Linked DNA regions of Mus musculus: region 2 is linked to region 1. Evidence: chromatin contacts called from public promoter capture Hi-C data. All regions are on one chromosome and are shown on one strand. Each heading gives the region's core, a stretch centred on a gene start, on an enhancer-like site or on the middle of the called end of the contact. The rest is flanking DNA. Distances are from core to core; before and after follow the strand shown.

Region 1 (5,715 bases), core at 1,115-3,614:
GCTCCAGGAACCCGGGAGAGGGAACACCCCACCCAGAAGGCCCTGAGCCTTCATCTGTCCCTCATGGATAACCCTTGGCATTTCAGCTGTGTGTTGACAGTCCCCTGCTTGTGCTTCGGAGAACCTGGCTCTTCCCTATCACCATGGGGGTTAGGGGGGTCCTGAGCTCAACCTCCATCACCTCCTCAGCCTCTCTCCCTCAGCAATGCCATCAGATTAACCTCATTTCTGAAAAGTTCCCTCTTGCCTGGCTACTCAGACCCTCAAGGCCACTAGGCCCCTCAGTCAAAGCCCATACTCGAAAGCCTGCCACTTGGGCTGTCTATGTGACACCACACTGATATTAGGCATAGATGGAAATTGGAGAAAGGCTGTTTTGTTTTGTTTTGTTTTGTTTCTGTCCTCTCTATGGGAAAGGGCTTGCCTCTTCTTTCCTGGCTAATTCTGACTCATCCTGCAATGCCCAGTTCACAAGCCATTCCCTGTCCCTCCACAGAGCGAGTCTCTAAGCTCCGGTTCCCAGGCCGCCTTGGCTCCTTCATCCTCTGCAGTCTAACTTGCTCCAGCACGCTCTCTCTCCTACCTGGCTAGGGTCTGACTCTGGAGGAAGTAGATCCAATCCTGTTCTGTACACAGCGCCCAGGATGATAGTGTGCCCAGGGGCAGAGGTGGCCATGTATCTAGGTGTGCCTAGATATTGATGAGAGACATTTGGTAACAAAACGAGATAAAAATCAAAGATGTGACCAGAAAAGTAGTATCCAGAGACAGAGTTACCTTGAGGCCAGTCCCTGTCCCTCCTCAGCCTGGGCCTGGACTCTAATATCCATGACCCTTGAACATCTGCGAGATACCTCACAGAGGCCAAAGAAGACTCAGCCATTCCAGAAATGGCCCATACAAACAAGGCAGAAAAAACAATAAGAAACCCCAGCTCCTGGTTAGCCCCTGGATCTGCTGTTCCCAGATCTCCTCAAAGGGGAGGAGGGAGGGTCTGCAGGTCCCTGCCCTGCGTTGGGGAGGAGGGGGTTCATCTGCTGTCCTCTCAGCCCCTCACATTCATGCCCCCACACCCTGACTCCTATGGACGCCAGGGTTCACTCGGGTCTCTTGGCAGCAGAATGTGTTTTAACTCAGTGTCTTACCAAGGCAACCCTAGCATGGCACCCTTCCCCCTAGGAGGCCTCGACCAGCCCCAGGCTGGGTCCTGGAAAGACAGGAGTGAGGGCTTTGCTAGTGACAGGCAAGAACAACCCTGTTACTGAAGAGGAATTAGAGAGATGGAAGAGAAGATGAAGAGAAGTCCCCTCTGGGACTGTCCACACTCGCCCCTGATTACAGAGCCACCACTCACTAACCTCTGCTAACCCAGCCCCCACTCCCAGCCCAGACTTTCTCTGAGGGAGGACAGGCGCTTAAGCTTCAGTTCTGCAATCTGCAAGCGATGTCAAGGCCCCCGGACTCCAGGACAAAGATGATCAGACTGCCTCTGGATCCTCAGTGTCTACTCCAGTTGGGCCCCCTCTCTTCCTTCCTTACGCCTGTTTAGCCCAGACTGGGGGTTCTCCGCAAAAAGATTGCCAGGCGTCATGGTTCTAGTTGTGGCTGCTCTCAGGACTGAGAGGTACAGAAGCTGGAACTACTCAGTTGATGAAGGAGATGGTTAAGGCTCAGAGAGGGGCAGTTAGAAGGCCAAGGTCACACAGCAAAGGCCCAGAAGCACCTAGATCCCCCACCTTCCAATCTCGTGCTCTCAGAGTCCTAAAGATAAGTAAGGAGCACTCGAAATGTCAAGAGTGCAGACACTGCCCCCGCCCCCCGACATGAGCACTCAAACACCCAAAGCCCCCTTAACTCCTAGACTTCAGAGGGCCTTACCTTAGAACCCACTCCTGGGCGGGGCGCATGGGCCGGACTAGACTAGGCTGGGCCAGTCGAGGTCAGGGCGGGTCCTCCGCTCCCCTACCGAGGGGTCCCAGACCGCAGGGATGCTGCTGCTACTTTGTGATGTCCAACTCCACCCACCCCGCTCCGCACAACCCTAGATGGACCTGGGCAGTGCAACTGCGCGGTCTCAGAGCTGCGGGACGGAACTGGGAGAGGGGTGAGGTGCGGGGAAACGGGGCGGAGCCACAGCGGGGGTTACCCTGCGAGCTCCCAGTCGGGCCGCGTCCCCTTTAAGGCCAGCTGGTCCCAGTGCCGGCGGGGCGGGCCAGTAGGGGGCTGGCTCTCCGCGTAGCCTCCTGGGAGGTGGAGTCCGGGCCCGGCACGCGGCACAGGAAGGAACGCAGAGGGGACTACAAGTCCCGGCGGCCAGCGCGCGGCCCGGGACGACCCGCCCCTGCCCCAGCCCGGCCCACCCCCTAGCGAAGCTGCGCTGGCTGGAGGGGAGGCTGCCGAGCGAGGGCAGGAGGTGGGTGCGGTGCGCAGGGGTTTCGGGGAGGGCTCTGGACCCAGCGGACGCATACATGTCTTTCCGGGCACCTGTCCTGCCGTGAAAGGTCATCTGTCGCAGCCTCGCTGTTCTCATCTGTGAAATGGGGTAGCCCCGCCCGTGGCCGCGGGGGAGGGGCGCGTTTCGGGGTGAGGGGGTAGACCGAACCACCTGAGGGGCGGGGCTGGAGAAAGGGATGCGCTGTGGGAGGAGCCTTTGGTGGGTTAGGAAGAGGAGCCGAGTCTCTAGGTGAGAAGGGGACCTCTTGTTTGATCAGAAGGGACCGGTTCCAGAGCTGAGGAGTGGGTGCTGGGTTAGGTGGGCGAGCGCGAGGCGGACCACAGGGATGACAGGGACCCCTCCCAGCTCTAGTGAACCCAGGGCGTGTGGATGTACACAGCACCATTCTTTCCATGTGACTAGAAATAAAGAGCCCATCCCTGGAGCTCAGTGCGTCACACACATACTCATTCTACTCACATCCCGCCAAGGCCTCACCGTGATAACTGTTTCCAGTTGAGCAACACACCTGATAAGTGACTTGCCCCCAAAAGCCTTCAAAGACCCTGCCTTTCTCTGCCCACAGGGGAAACAGAGGTTTGGTCTGGGGTGACAGGAAAGAAGCAAGCATTGTGATGCCCCACCCATCCAAAGTTGTGCTCCAGGACCTGTGCCCTAGCACTTTCAATGCCCAGCTACAAGGCAACCCAATGCCCCACCCATCCAAAGTTGTGCTCCAGGACCTGTGCCCTAGCACTTTCAATGCCCAGCTACAAGGCAATCCAATGCCCCACCCATCCAAAGTTGTGCTCCAGGACCTGTGCCCTAGCACTTTCAATGCCCAGCTACAAGGCAACCCTTCTATGGTGTCTTCAGGCTGGAGCTATTTGAAAGCCCTTTGTTTACAGTTATCACTGTTGGGAGGAGTGGGAAGGCCACAGGAAGAGAAAGCTGAAAGGAGGTGTGGGTGCCTGAGGAAAACCACAAGATGAGCCAGGGTGGCTAGGGAAAGTTCTGCCTGCGGTTGAGGGATGGTGTTGGGACCATCTTCAACAAAGCATTTCTGTGCAAGCAAGGAAATGCCTCAGGTTGGGTGGTCTCTTCTTCCAGCCCACCCCCACCCCGCCCTGATGGGCACAAATCCCAGTGCCCCTTGTGTGAACTGAGGGGAGCAGCCTGTAGGCCTCTCAGAGATAGGACAGGGCAAGGTGGCCGTCAGCTGTTGGGTGTGAAAGGATGAAGGGGAAGTCTGCAGAGCTCTGGGCCAAAGCCCTATCCTGGAGATCACCCTGGGTAAGGCTGGGAAGCTGCTAGGTGATCGGCAGTCGTCACTCACTTGAACCCGGTGCTCTGTCCCTTCCCCTGCACAGTGGAAGCCACCATGGCCTTGGCAGCATGACAGCCAATTAGACATTGTCCTACACATTTGATTCCAAAGTGAAAATTCAAGGGAGTATTTTCAAAATGAAAAGTTTTAAAGTGTTTATCTCCAAAACAGGGACATAAATAGTCCTGTTGGTGCACAAGTCCGGGAAGGTGAAGATAGGTCTAACTAAACAAAGTTAAAAAAAAAAAAAAAAAATGTCTTCCCTACTCCCTGCCCAGCCCCAGTTTCTGGGGATAGCAAGGGATTTCTTCAGCAGGGAAGCCAGGCTCCTACTTAGGTTAACTGTGCTAAGTACTGAGCATAAAGTACTGTGCTAAGTACTGAGCATAAAGTGCTTTGAGTCAAAAAGGATGGTGTGGGTGCTACAGGTGAGGCTTGGCAGCCTGATGAGATTTTTCCTTCAAAATCCTGGCCAAGGGGAGGCTAGAAGTCAAGTTGCAGAGGAAGGGAAGGGCCTGTCATGCTGGTCTATAAAGCCTACGAGAGTGTCTATTTCATGAGGCAGTGGTGGCTCTCACCTTTAATCGCAGCTCTTGGGCAACAGAGGCAGGCGGATTTCTGAGTTTAAAGCCAGCCTGGCCTACAGAGTGAGTTCCAAGACAGCCAGGGCTACACAGACAAACCCAGTCTTGAAATACAGAAAGAGAGGAGAGAGGGAGGGAGGGGGGAGTAGAAATTAGCATGTTGAGTAACTATCACAGTTTGAACTGTCATGGTTTTCCTGGCCGCCACCATCTTCCCTCGGAGAGCCTACCACAAACACTGACTCTGGGCAAAGACCATATGCTGTCCTCTACCCCAGAAGTCCCATTGGTTCTCTCTGCCCATGCTCAGCACACCTTGGCTGCACAGCAGGAGTCTCCTTCCTGCCACTTGACAGCCACAGATGCTAGGCTCAGGAGGATGCTGTTGTCAGAAACAAGGCCCAGACAGCCATATCTCAACCCTGGATCACAGAATGGAAGAGGGGCAGGCTGATCCTCTGGGCTAAGTCCAATCTAGAAGGACTTCCTGATCAAAACACTTCTCCAACTTCGGTCCTAGTTGACTATCTTAGTCTCTAAATACCAAACCTGCATTCACCTATTCATGCTTGAACACACTTGCCTTTCCACAGACACACACACAAACACACACACACACACACAGTCAGACACACACATCTCCCAGTTACTTTACCTTATAAGCCAAGCTTGATTGCTTGCCCCTATAGTCCAAGCTACTCAGGATGCTGAGGCAGGAGGATCACTTGAGAGCTCCAGACCAACTGAGAAAGGGCAGCATTATGAAAACCTATCACACAAGAGAAAGGAGGGAAAAATAGAAAGAGTGACTGAGAGAGGGAGAAAGAAAACATGAATATCTTAGCCAGGCATAATGGCACATGCCCATGTCCCCAGCACTTGGCACACAAAGCAGAAAGATTGGTTTTCGGCCAGCCTGGGGCACATAGTAATACCTTATCTAAAATTTTATCTAAATTTTCCTAAAGTCTCCAGCATATCTCCATCTCATAAGAGTGGTGTTTTCCTACGTAATTGTAATCTTACCTTTTGTATTTCCAAATAAACACTTGGTATTAAATTCTTTCCAGATTGCCCTTCTCCAAAACCCTTTAGTTGTTACCTTTAATGATCCAGTCTAGTCAAGATCCACCCACTGTATCTGTTAACATTTCTTTGAGCAAATCATTTAATCTGGAAAGGGCCATCTCATATGTTTTTATTTGATTAGTTCCTTAATGATTAGATCTTAGCTATTTCAGTTTCTGGCTTTTTAGTAATGTGGACTTCTGATCCCATCATTTTAGAAGGCAGCTATCAGGGGTCTTCATGAAGCCATTTGGTTAGTGGTTAATGTCATGACAGCATACATCTCCATGGTAACAGGGAAA
Region 2 (6,093 bases), core at 922-3,421, 850 kb after region 1:
CCTCACTCCACACACCAGGGGAAACTGAGCCACAGGCAAAGCTCTCTGCTTCAAGGCCATGGGCAAGCAGGAAGACAAGGAGACAGTCTGCAGGAGGAAGACGACAGGCCGTTCAGGCAAGAGGGTGGTGGAGAGTGGCTTCCCAGCACCCTCTGAGGGGACAAGGAAGGCCTCCTTTTGGGGGGACCAGATCTCAGAGCCATCCTAAGAGCATTCAGGGAAATTAGAGAAGAATAAGACAGAGACAGCAGAGGCTTCTGAGAAGCCCACAGATGTCCCACTGAAAGCCACAGGCTTCCTGCCACCAATGCCCAACTGCCACCTGTTTGGTACTGTTTCAGAGGCAGACATTGCTCTTACCCAGTAATGGGCCCGTGAAGCTTCCCCTAGACCTTCCACTCCTGTTCCGGGAGCCCCAGAGGGTTCTCTCCTGACTTGTCACACCTAGCCTGCAGTGGGTGCTGAGAACAGCCAGGAAGGGGGTGGGGCTCTCCCTACTGTAACCTCTATAGCAACCTCTTCCCCAGGGTAGCTAAAGATGGTCCTTGTCAGACACACCCACCGTCCAGACTGGCATTCAATGTCACACCCTGTGTTTGTCCGTGAGCTTTCCTAGCCTGACTGTTTCGTAGTTTGGACTCTACGGTCCTTTCTTCACCTTGTTGGACTTTTCCTAGTCCTTGTTCAGATGAACTCTCATCAGCTCCCAGGCAAGGATGGCCCCTCTGACTTGTGCTTGACTCTGCCTTCTCACCACGCCAGTCAGGAGCTCATCTGTTGGCCCTCCATCCTCTCAGTGGGAAGAGAAGCCTCTTAGGTTAGGCTCCACCCAGGCTTCAGCTCTGACCCAGCCTAGGGCAGTAGCAGCAGCTGGGCCCACCACACCCGACCCCCCCTGGTCTTCTTCACCTCCACCCAAAACACTAAGCCTGCAGCAAGGACCAGCAAGGATCCAGGGAGGCCTCAACCTCCCTTGCACAGCAGAGCTTCCCAGGAAGATCTCCCTGAACACTTAGCTGCCCTGGGCATTGGCTGAGTGTTCCACCCTCTGGCACAGAGGAGATCAAGGCTTGTGTCTTGGGATCCTGGGTGCCAGTTCTGGCTGGGTCACCTTAGAGAGAGGCTGCCTTCCCTTCTGCTGCTGGGGCTCATCTGTGTGAAGTCTGGGGCTGACTCTCACCACAGGAAAGACTGCCAGGGCAAATGAGCACCTGTTATTGCTCTTCAGCCCCACTCCACCCCTGGGCCCCCTTAGGGGGACCTTTCCTACACTCCCCACCCCCAATCCTGACAGCTGGAGATAGGATCAATCCTGAATTGTCTCCGAAAAAAGCCAGTTTCTGCCAGACCCGCCTTGCTCCCAGTGCCACACACCCAGCCCTGAAGGTAAGGAAGAGCCCCCCCCCCCACCCCCATTCAACTAGGGGATTGTGGCCAAGAAGGGGTGAAGGGTCATCTACCTGGGATCTTTGGTCTCATGGTCTCATGCCTACTCCAAACCATGGGATGTGGACATCTAGAAAGGTTAGAAGGTTTAATGGGTTGAGGAGCACAGGCGTGAGGACAGGAAAGGGGACCTGTAAGGAAGATTAGAGTCTAGCCCACCAGTGATAAGCACACCCCAGCACTTCTGCACTGGGAACGCGGCCTCAGAACACCCAGGTGGAGGTGAGGTTGATTTCTCACCCAGGGCTGCGGGTGGAGGTAGGGATGAGCTCAGGGGCCCCGGGCATATCTTTGGGGGGTGGGGTGGGGGTGGGGCTCCGCCTCCTAGGCCTGCAGGCCAGCGCTCAACTCCCAGCCCTGAATCCGCGGGATGTACAACCCCTGCTCGGATTCGTGCTCCCAAGGCACGCACTGGCCCGCGCTGCACCTGCACACACACCCAAACGCACACTAATGTGCGCTCGCACACGCCTCCCTCCGCGCAGCGCCTCCTACCTGCCGCGTCGCCGCAGCTGGAGCTGGACTCCCGGGATGCAGAGCACAGTGCGGGCACTGGAGCGGAGGCTAGACCAGCCCGCGCCACAGCCTGGGACTCTGCGGGGAGATGATACCCCGGCAGCCCGCAGGCGGGGGTTGGAACTTGGACCCCCGGGCTTCAGTCTGTCCCGCCCCTCCTCTCAGCCTCCTCCCATTGGAGGCCAGAGGCGTGGTCTCCCGGGGTGGGGCGGGGCGGGGAAAGGGAGGTTGTTGCGCATGCGAACTAGAGAGGCTGTGCCTCCCCCCCCCCACCCCCCTCCCTGAGGCCGCCCGATAGTGCTGGCTCGAAACTGAAAGGGTGGCCCTGACCCAACACTCCTTCAAACCCCACTCCAGTGCTGTCCGCGATAGGAGAGCATCCCGGGACGTTGGCTGCCTACCTCGCCATTGGCCTTGGAGGACCTGCGTGCCCCACTAAGTGCTGGCAGAGAATGTTGGCCGACTTGGGGTATGCATCTTAGCCGGGCTCAGACAGGGCCAAGGCAGGGCAGCTGAGAATGGGAAGACCCAATGAGATGAGAACCACTCCCTTTCCATTTGTATCCAAACACCCATTCCCAAGATTTTAGCTGGAGAAGAGGAATGTAGGCCCTGGTGAGGTGTCCAGAGGGCCCCAGTCAGTTAAGGGAAGCTGGCCCTATCCTGTCCAGACCTGTCCTGTCCTGGGCATTTATCTGCTCTGAGTGTAGACTAAAGCAGCAGGGCCCAGATTTTTGACCCTCTCTGACTGCCTTCAGAATGCCCTGGAATACACCAAGCCTTGGTTTCTTACTCTGTGAAGTGGAAACTGCAATCTCCTCAGGCCAGGCGGTTTGGGGGAATCCCAGGGAGATTTATAGATGACCAGGGCTGGCCAACAGTAGGCTGGGTCACTCTAAGGCCACAGAGACAAAGCTTGTCTGACCTGGTCATACTAGTCGCTCACAGGTCAGAAACTCAGGCCCACTCATCCCTCTAGTTTCCTGGTCTCTGTTAATGATTACCTCAACCTCAGTCATCCGGCCCTCTACCTCACCCCTGTCCCTGGCCACCTAAGTGTAGCTCCATCTGGTTACCTGACTGACCAAATAGTTTCCAACCATGTTGCTGTTCCCCCTACCCACCACCACCCACGCACAATGTTCCAAGACTACTAGGTTCCGCTCTCCATTTACCCTAGTCCTGGCCTATGGCCGCCGGCCTAGGGTTTTTACATTCTTTCCATCCCCACAGAAAAGCTCTTCTATTGCCTCCACACAGCCTCAGCGTGTCTCTGTCCAGAAGCCCTTGGTCCACAAAGCAGATCTGGATCAAGGGCTCACTCCACCAGTTACCGAGAAAGTTCTATATCCTTTAATGGTCTCAGTTTCCTTGTCTGTAAAATGGGCTTTCTAGGAGAAGCACATGGTGATTGTGGAGACAAAAAATGTCAAAAAGGTTCAGTCAAAGTCCTCAAGCAAGGTAGCAAGTAGCATTACCTCTGTCAGGGCACCTCTCAAATCTTCCGAGATAGAGCAGGGGTCATGTCTGGGAAAGTGTGTTCTTCAGCCCACAAAGCCATGGTATCCAGAGAATGCTCTGACTCTCTTCTATAGCTCTGAGTATGGAGCCAGGAGAGGGTACTATGTGTTGGTTTCATTCGTGGGCTCTGCCTTGACTCCTTAGCTGTGTGGCCTTGGACATGAGACCTGTACTGCAGAACTCAAAGCAGCACCCACACTGCAGTCGTGGGGTCTCATTGGCTTAACTCCTGGGAAGTCCTTATGGGGCCCTCTAGCTGTTACTGTCCTCTAGCCCAGCCTGCTCATTGTATAAAGATACAGTGTCTCCAGCAGCAGAGACACATACCCTGCATCATGATGTTTAGGCCCAGGTGCCTTAGAACCGGGCTTGGACTGGGAGGCCTGTCTCAGAGCCCATCTCTGGCAGCGTCCACCTTCCTGACAGATGAGGGAAGAAACCTAGAGAGACAGCGACCTGTCGAGGGCATCTGGACTTGATGGAGGAGCAGAGGCTCTGATCCTTGGGGAGCAGAAGATCAAGGCATGCCAGGAAGAGCTGGGCTGCCTACCTAACAAGGCTTTCTGGGGGGCGGATGATGCATCTTTGCCAATGTGTTGGCCTCAGGACCCTGCCAATTGGTTTTTATAAGCTTAGTCATCTAATGGTGCCATTAACGAGCCTGATGGCTAGGTGTTTTTCCATTAAATTCTCACAGTTATTAGCCCCACTTAGTCAATGGCAGACCTGAACCTCAGGGAGATGCCCCAGGTCACAAAATTAGTAAACAGCAGAACCGGGATCCAGACCTACCGAACTATGCTGGTTCTATCTATTTTGTGTTGGGCCTCTCCTTCTCCTCTCCTGGCTTTCAGGAAAAGGACATCACTGTAGGCCCCTTGATCTACTTAAAGTCCCTTGTAACTGGGGACTCATTCCTTCCAGGGATAGCCCCATCCCTTCTACTGGTCAGAATCAGAACCCGTTCTACCTAGCTCTGCAGAGCTCTATGCCTCTCACCAATGCCCAGAATCAGAATCTTCTCTGCTCAGGTCAGTAACACCATCATTACTGTTCCTGAGTAATAGTGTTACAGAGTTTCCCAGGTGAAATTCATAATGATCGGGTTTTCTTTTTTTTTTTTAAAGGTTTATTTATTTATTTATTACATGTAAGTACACTGTAGCTGTCTTCAGACCCTCCAGAAGAGGGAGTCAGATCTCATTACGGATGGTTGTGAGCCACCATGTGGTTGCTGGGATTTGAACTTCGGACCTTCGGAAGAGCAGTCGGGTGCTCTTACCCACTGAGCCATCTCACCAGCCCCCATGATCGGGTTTTCTTCCTTCCTTCCTTCCTTCCTTCCTTCCTTCCTTCCTTCCTTCCTTCCTTCCCTCCTTCCTTCCTTCCTTCCTTCCTTTATTTTCTTCCTCTTCTTCTCCTCCTCCTCCTTTTCCTTCTCTTCCTCCTTCCTTCCTTCCTTTCCTCCTACTCCTTCTCTCCCTCCTCCTCCTCTTCTTCTTTAATCATTTTGGCTGGCCATGGACTCCCAAGTTCAAATGTTTCCTCCATCTCAGCCTACTAAATGCTGGAACTATAGGTGTTGCTGTGTCTGAATGTGAACTGTGCCCACGTAGGCTCATGTGTTTAAACAGGTGGTGTCCATCAGATGGTGCTGTTTTGGAAGGTTGTAGAACTTTCAGGAGGTGAAGCCTCAAAGGAGGAAGTAAGTCATTTAAGGAAGGCCTTGAGATTTTACAACCCCACCCCTGTCCACTCTGTGCTTCTTAACTGTGGACTCAGTGTGGCTAGGAACCTTGTGTGTCCTTTCTCAATCTATAAGTCAAAACCTCCCTTTTCTAAATAGCAACTGTCATAGCAATGATAAAAGTCACTAATACAGAAAATTGGTATCATGAATGGGGTTTTTGTTATAATAAACCTGAGCAAGTCATTTGGAATTGCTTTGCAAGAGGAATGTGGGAGAACTTGGGGCTATGGACTATAGAACCTTCTTCTAGAAAGGTGTAGACAGAGCTCAAAGGGACATTGTGAGGGAGTCTAGAGGATGAGAACGCCAAGGGTAATGCATACCACAGGACTAAGTTGTTCAATAGGGCAACTTCCAAGACAGGATCTAATAGTAACCAGGCTCTGTCATGGCTGCTGCTCACTGCTCTTGTCAGGCCTACAGTGAGAGGAGGAACAGAGGAGCAGAGAGATATGAAAATGTGTAGTTTGGTGGTGGGAAGGAGGGAGCTTAAAGTTGCAGGCAAGACCAGTGCAAGAGCAGTTGTTATTGAAAGGAGTATCCCCATCAAAGAGAGAATCTAGTACTGTGCCTTGGGATGATTTAAAAAGAAGATTCTCAGAAGGCAAGACCTTGCCCATCAGAAGAGCCATCCTATGGAAATGCAAATTCCTTTCCAAAGAGAGAACCTGAGCTGAGAACGTTGGAGAAGGGGTTTTTAGTTTGCTTCCTTGTTGCTCCGATAAAAACCAAAGCCAAAGGCAGCTTGGAGGGTATAGTAGCTATTCCTGGTTATCAACTTGACTATATTTGGAATGAACTACAACCAGAATTGGAAGGCTCACCAGTGACCCTTATCTGGAGGCTTGGAGATAGAAGTT

Evidence for each region. Promoter capture Hi-C pulls out the DNA fragments that hold promoters and counts their contacts.
Region 2: a contact with region 1 is called in a promoter capture Hi-C map of pre-B cells. The contact joins the promoter of Capn5 here to the promoter of Kctd21 in region 1.

The regions. Positions count from the first base shown.
Region 1 is chr7:97,329,959-97,335,673 of GRCm38.p6, forward strand. It overlaps Kctd21 (potassium channel tetramerisation domain containing 21), which reads left to right and starts at 2,365. Exons shown (of 2, transcript NM_001039039.3): 1 at 2,365-2,413. It overlaps Usp35 (ubiquitin specific peptidase 35), which reads right to left and starts at 2,151. Exons shown (of 11, transcript NM_001177412.2): 1 at 1,879-2,151.
Region 2 is chr7:98,176,103-98,182,195 of GRCm38.p6, forward strand. Capn5 (calpain 5) reads right to left here and starts at 2,172. Exons shown (of 13, transcript NM_007602.4): 1 at 1,942-2,172. Gm16938 (predicted gene, 16938) reads left to right here and starts at 1,092. Exons shown (of 3, transcript NR_045972.1): 1 at 1,092-1,386; 2 at 3,223-3,308; 3 at 6,034-6,093.